2 separate regions of the Mus musculus genome follow, and region 1 is linked to region 2. Evidence: chromatin contacts called from public Hi-C data. All regions are on one chromosome and are shown on one strand. Each heading gives the region's core, a stretch centred on a gene start, on an enhancer-like site or on the middle of the called end of the contact. The rest is flanking DNA. Distances are from core to core; before and after follow the strand shown. Region 1 has its middle 21 kb from the start of Gm46887. Region 2 holds the start of Snapc3 (small nuclear RNA activating complex, polypeptide 3).

Region 1 (3,037 bases), core at 177-2,676, 210 kb after region 2:
GGAAATAATCCTGAATGCAAGGTATGTAAATAAACATAATTAAATGCAATGGGAGACACATGCACGCACGGATGCATGGGCATGCGCGCGCGTGCGCGCGCGCACACACACACACACACACATGAACACATGCACACATGCATGCACAGGTGTGTGACATGAAAATAGAAAGGTCTTGTTGAAAAATAGGAGTTCAGAAAGATGGAGGAAGAGAGGGTAGTGGGATCAAAGTACAACATATATATGATCATATATAGGATCAAAGTACAACATATATATGAAACGGTGAAAGAAGAGAGGGAAAAGAGCCATGACAAACAAGAACAAGGTGAGAAGACTGTGGACAAACCCAGCATCAGCCTCTGGCCATCACAGGCACATGCTCTGTCCCACAGCGAAGCAACGTGCATGCACACATACACACCCACCCACACATACACAGAGAAATAAAAACCATAAAACAACACCAATGTGTACGCTTCCCACCTTTCAGTTTAATTACTAAAATTGAACCTGATAGGGAAGCTTGAATGTTAGCTTTGAAAACCCTACTGTGTTTTTAGTTCTTCCTAATGTATAATACACTAACAAGGGCTTAGCATGATTTACTGTTGTCATGTGGTACTTACACTTTATCTCATGAAACCAGGAGGCTGCATGACCTATGAGATGCTGAGTGGTGTAAGCAGGGCTCTTACCTTTTCTCACTTGAGTTGATAGCACAGTATCTGTAAGCAGACGTATTTTTAGTAGAAGCAATGAATATGAAGTCAACAGGCATCCTCTATCCATTTCCCTGGTTTTCAGGCTCAGGAGACAGTGAAGGCACAATGCTAGAGTCGATGCTTTATTACAAGCTTGTAACAACTGCTTCCTGCCTTCCTCAATCCATGCACATTTGGGTGTATGTCATTGCAAACACATCCCAGTCACAGGGAAACTTAACTGTATACTAAATCTGACCCAGGAAGACACAATTCCTTTCTTACATATGGAACATTACTTTATCCACAAGTAATCATTTATTATCTTGTTTTGGCACTACCTCAGTGTGAATGAATAGCCCATATCATTCTATGCAGCATATAAAATGTCAGTCAGCATCTTGTCTGACCTGGGTTAATTCTGAGCATGGGGCTTCTGGGCAGATGCTGCAGCAATGGCGTGTGGGAACATCTTCACAGAGTTTAAGGCAAGCAAGACTCGGCCTTTTCTCTCTCTCTCTCTCTCTCTCTCTCTCTCTCTCTCTCTCTCTCTCTCTCTCATCCTTGCTGCCTAGCTCAGGCTGAATCAGGATAATCAGGCTGTTCTATCGGAAATCTGTGCTAATTAGCCACAATTTCTCAACATCCTTGGACTGCTTTTGAACACTAATTACTGGGAACCAGAGAGTGTAAGAAAATCCACACCCTGCGGACACCCTAGTTAATACACACCCCTCTATCAGGTGAGGATGGGACAGGCCATTTAATTTCCCCAAAGAGACTCCTTTGGCTTTTCCCCTCCTCATCTTTTAAGTTTTTCTTTCTTAACAGCTTTGTTAATTTAGGTTAAGTGGTTTGGTTGCCATGGAAACCAGTATTCCTCTCAGGCTGATTGTGTCAAAGGCATCATTAATCTGTTTTCTCAACTGCCTCTTCCTCATACATCTAATTGCAGCACCCCTCCTCCCCCTCCCTTCGGCTGACATCATTTTGGACATTTTTAGGACACCATATGTGAGATTCAGCACAATTTATATTCTATTCAAATTCCGCGTATCACTACATTAATTGTTGTATTCCCACTGCAAAGGAGTGCCGCGGCTCCCCAGGTGGGTACCCTGGTCTCCAGGGCTCTGTGGGCAAAGGGGAGGCTCTGGTTTTGTTTGCCTCAGGTGCAGCTGAATGTCCCACAGAAAGGAAGCTTTTGAAGCCGTGCTGCTCCCTCCTTCTCGCCTCTTTAGTTTTCTATTTCCAAAACAGATTCTAAATAAATAATCATGATGTTTTTTTCTGGGAGCCATGATCTTTGAAAGAGTAAAGAGCCTATCCTACTGGGATTATGTAGGGGGAAGGATAATTTGGGGAGCAGGCTGGCCACCATCCTATTGAGATGGCTTTGGTCCAGTGGTAGGCATACAGGGCTCATTAATTTGTTCAGTCCTCCCAGGAACACTGCAGGAACAAAGTGCTGTGTCTTTGCCATGGTGTCCAGTTTTATTCAACTCATCCCTACACTTCTGATCCATAGAAAATTCTCAACCGATTTGCTCCATTCCAGTCTGTGTGCATCTTCCTTACACACCTGCATCCCTGTGCAAGTTTGCTAGCTAGACTCCTTGCTCATCAGTAGAATGGATGGACAAGCGCCACAGCAGGTGACACACAACCCATCCACTCTGGTTCTTCCTCCTCTCCCTTAATGAATTTGGACAATTGTTGATCTTACCACATTTCTTTCAGGAAAGCTAAATCTTATCTTTTCCTTATCTGGTTACCATTTTTATGGGTGATTATGAAAAGATTGAAACTAAGCTTGAATACATAACATAACATTTTGTATATAAATCATGAAGTAGAATGAAAAATTCATTTTAAAGCAGTACATATCATAACAGTTCGATTAAGTCTCTTACATTTTTGGTGTGGTACTCACTTCTGAAGGCTTACATCCTGAATTTTACTCCTGAGACAAAAGTCATTACCGAATGAATTTTGACAGTGTCAATTTTGAATGAGACAAAATAAAATAAGATTATTTTATTATTTTAAAAAGTTTTAAACTACATTTACTTATTTATTGTACAAGCATGTGGAGAAGGTAGCAGGTACATACAATGACACCCATGTGGAGGTCAGAGGGCCACTTGCAGGAGTTGGCTTCTCCTCCCACTGTGTGTGTCCCAGGAATCTAACTCATCTTGTCAAGCCTTGTGGCAAGTCTCCATCTCATCAGTCCTCAGCCACTTATTACAGCCCATATTTCATTTAATTATAGTTAATTTGAAAGTATGTCTCTTCCAACACGAGCTATTTAAATCACATCTCTTATCCTT
Region 2 (3,312 bases), core at 260-2,759:
CTTTTGGAGCTACGTAACTGATGGGTAAATTAGCACAGTATCTGTGATTTACTGAATGGAAGAGCCTGGGGAAACACACACAACTGTATCCCATAGCCACAGAGCCACAGAGCCACAGAGCCACAGAGCCACAGAGCCAAAGAAAGGATGTCCAAATGTTTAAAACAACAACAACCACCACCACAACAACAACCAGTCATCAATTATCATTGAACTCACTAGGTAGCTAAGGCTAACCTCTAACTTACATCAGTTTTGACTCAGCCTCCCGAGGGCTGGGATTACAGCCAAAAGCCAGGACACCAAACTAATGGTTGAATTTTAAGTGGTGGAGTAAAACATTCAGAGTGTTCAGATAAACAGCAGAAAGACTAACTGTAGTTTAGTGGTAGGTCGTGTTTCATCTCCAGCACCAAAACAAATAGCATATAACAAAACAAAACTCATACCATAAAGTCACTAGGTCAGTGTTCTCTGGGATGACTTCCGGGTCTTCATCTTCCCCGAGGCATCTCAGTTTATCAAGGCTTAGAGAAAGGGAGGTTGGGAAAGGGAGAAAGGAAAAGCAACGATTTATGATCAGCCATGCATTTTTCAACAGCGGGTCAGAGCTTGTCCTAAATACATCATTGAATAATTAAGTCTTATGAAATCCAGCAGGCAGCTCAAAAGAGGCCAGAATTCAAGACAATGGTTTTTGTGCCAGTGTTATACCGAAAAGGGTGTATGTTCATTTGAGGACAGCCAGTACTGTCAAAAGGAGAAGGACCGCTACAAGTTAGTTTTTGTATTTCTATTTCCAGGTAAGAAACTTTTAGGGAAATTTTAGTAATAACATTTTCATGAGGACCGCTAGAAACCACGGTTAATAAAGGTTTCAACCCGGCTCTGTTTAAGTCTCCTCCATCCTCAGGTACTTCCATTGTCCAAATATCAATGACAGATATATACCGCTGTTACTTCAACAAGCACTTTAAAGATCAAGAATAGAAGTCTTTCGTGCATTTGTAGTGTCCCGTTACTGGATCCACCCCTCAGGAAAGTGCTTTTGGACCCAAGGATCTCTTCCGGCCTTCCGGAAAGGGTTTAGGGGGACGAAGGTTAAGGGTCTCCGAGAAGCGCAGGGACGAGGCTGAGCCCTGCGGGATCCACGCAAAACCCCGAAGCCGCACACTCACCCGCACACGACCCTCAGCTCTGCTGCTGCCTCCAGACTGCAGCCCAGATCGCTGGCTACTGCAGCATCCTCAAAGCCGTCGTTGGATGCCCCTCCGTCGGTCGGCTGCTCGGCTGCCTGCGGTTCGCTCAGCGACAAATCCTGGGCCCCTAGCCGGCCACGCCATAGCTCCCCAAAGGAGCCCACATGGAACACGCGCGTGTGCAACTCGGGAAGCTCGTATTCCGGAAAGCTGCTGTGGCTCGCACTGGGGACTGGGTGCTGTGGGCCACCCGCACCGCCGCCCTGCAGGTCCTCCGCCATGTCAGCCACGATCCCTTCCGGCAAAAGCTGGCGAGAGGGCGTCGCGGGGCGTGACGGGATTTGTAGTTTTGCAGAGCTCCGGGGTGGCGGGCGGTTGCGCGAGCTGTGCTTCAGAAACTACATTTCCCAGCAGGCTGGCTACCGCCTGGGCGCGGCTCGGTCGCTGTGGGCCGGGCTGGATGCATTGTTCTCTGGACTTGTCCGAGGGCTGTGCGGCTCGCTGTGTTCCGAGCTGATCTGGTATTGGGACCCACAATTACCTAAAGACTCAATCATTGGGTCCCCATCTCATAGTTTTCTCAAATCTGGTTCGTAGGGGCGGGACTTTTGTCCACTGGTTTTGCGAGCTGCTCTGCGGTTCCTCCTATCCTAGAGAGAATCCTGAAGGACAAGGGGCACTGAGACTGGTTCGTCCAGAATCTTCTGAAAGGCACGGTGTGTGTTTGTATGCGTGCCTTTGTATACCTACCTGCACGATAGAGCTTATCGAACGTCGGCTATGCAACACACAAATTCATTCTTAGCCATATGTATATATTTTGAAAAGTCACCACTTTTCCGGGGAGAGAGCCGAATGTGATTGTTAAAGGAGTAAACCGGTAAACTAGGAAATGGAAGTAGCTTGAAACCCAGTGAGCCTAGATGTTTCTGAAGCTTGGCCATCGCTCAGCTGTTCCAAATATCATAGCAGGGTGTGCTGAACAATCCCTGGCTTGTATGATTGTCCTGTGACACATGTTGTATAATTCAGCCATTGGAACTATTCCTTTAGTGGCTTTTAGTATATTCACAATGGGGCAACCATTAGTTTAAGAACATTTTCACCACTCGTGAAAAGGTTGCTTTTAGTTATGACTCCCAATCCTTCCAACTTTAGCCAACACTTTTCAGGCTTTACGTCTGTAAAGGTTTGCTATCTGGGCTTTTTGAAATAGGATATCACTACGTAGAACAGTCTAGCCTTGAATTCACAGCCGCTTCTGCCTCCTGAGTCCTGGGATTAAAGGTATGTCCCACCACACCCAGTTTATTTTCTACATGTAATATAAATGTAATCATATATGACCTTTACAATAGGTTTCTATAATATTGTACAATATTTTTACTTTGCAGCAAATTTCAGTACTTCATCCCCCCCCCCTTTTTGGTTGAATTTAATTGTATTGCATGGATATTATATATTTTATTTATTGAAACTCATTGGATGGACTGGGCTGCAGCTCAACTGATAAAATACTTGGCTCACATGCATGAAGTCCTGGGATCAATAATCCCAGCACTTGCAAGGGAGAGGCAGGAGGACCAGAAGTTCAAGGTCATAATCACCTTCAGAGGGAGTTTGAAGCAAGCCTGGGATACAGGAATTCCTGTCTCCTAAACAACAAGCAGGACTGGAGAGATGTCTCTCAGTGGCTAAAGAGCTTCAGCTTCTCTTCCAGAGGACCTGGGTTCGGTTCCCAGCACCCGTGTGGCAGTTCTCAGTGGTCTATAACTCCAGTTCCAGGGCCTCTTCTGACCTCTTTGGGTACCAGGCATGCAATAGTGCACAGACAATATGGGCAAAACACCATGACCAAAGCAACTTGGCTTCCATATCACAGGCCATCAGCAAAGGAAGTCAGGACAAGACTCCAGCAGAGCAGGAACCCAGGGGCAAGAGCTGATACAAGAAAAAAGAAAAATGCCGAGTTAACAGTTCAACTAAAACAAAACAAGGGGTTGAAAGATGGCTCAGTGGTTGAGAATACTTGCTGCAATTCCAGAGGACCGTGGTTTAGTTCTCAGCACCCACATTCACTCACAACCTACCCTTTTTTCATGTTTACTGCTTT

Evidence for each region. A called contact is a pair of places that touch in the nucleus more often than the background predicts.
Region 1: a Hi-C map of cortical neurons shows a contact between it and region 2, with 2.0 times the contacts expected there. The contact joins the enhancer-like site here to the promoter of Snapc3 in region 2. A contact is called at or near these places in 5 of 39 promoter capture datasets (the 3T3-L1 cell line, the C10 cell line, embryonic stem cells and 2 more), 3 of 484 Hi-C or Micro-C datasets (cerebellum, cortical neurons and embryonic stem cells) and 7 of 115 datasets of contacts at active chromatin or transcription factors (CD8 T cells, bone marrow-derived macrophages and embryonic stem cells).

The regions. Positions count from the first base shown.
Region 1 is chr4:83,205,695-83,208,731 of GRCm38.p6, reverse strand. No RefSeq gene overlaps it. Among named protein-coding and RNA genes, the nearest start is that of Gm46887, 21 kb to the right of the region's middle. Within about 2 kb of position 1,426, at least 27 of the 459 cell types and tissues checked have an H3K27ac peak or open chromatin away from gene starts, as enhancers often do. A contact at or near this core is called in cerebellum and cortical neurons, where this site is marked.
Region 2 is chr4:83,415,921-83,419,232 of GRCm38.p6, reverse strand. It overlaps Snapc3 (small nuclear RNA activating complex, polypeptide 3), which reads right to left and starts at 1,509. Exons shown (of 9, transcript NM_029949.4): 1 at 1,179-1,509; 2 at 450-527. The coding sequence starts at 1,480.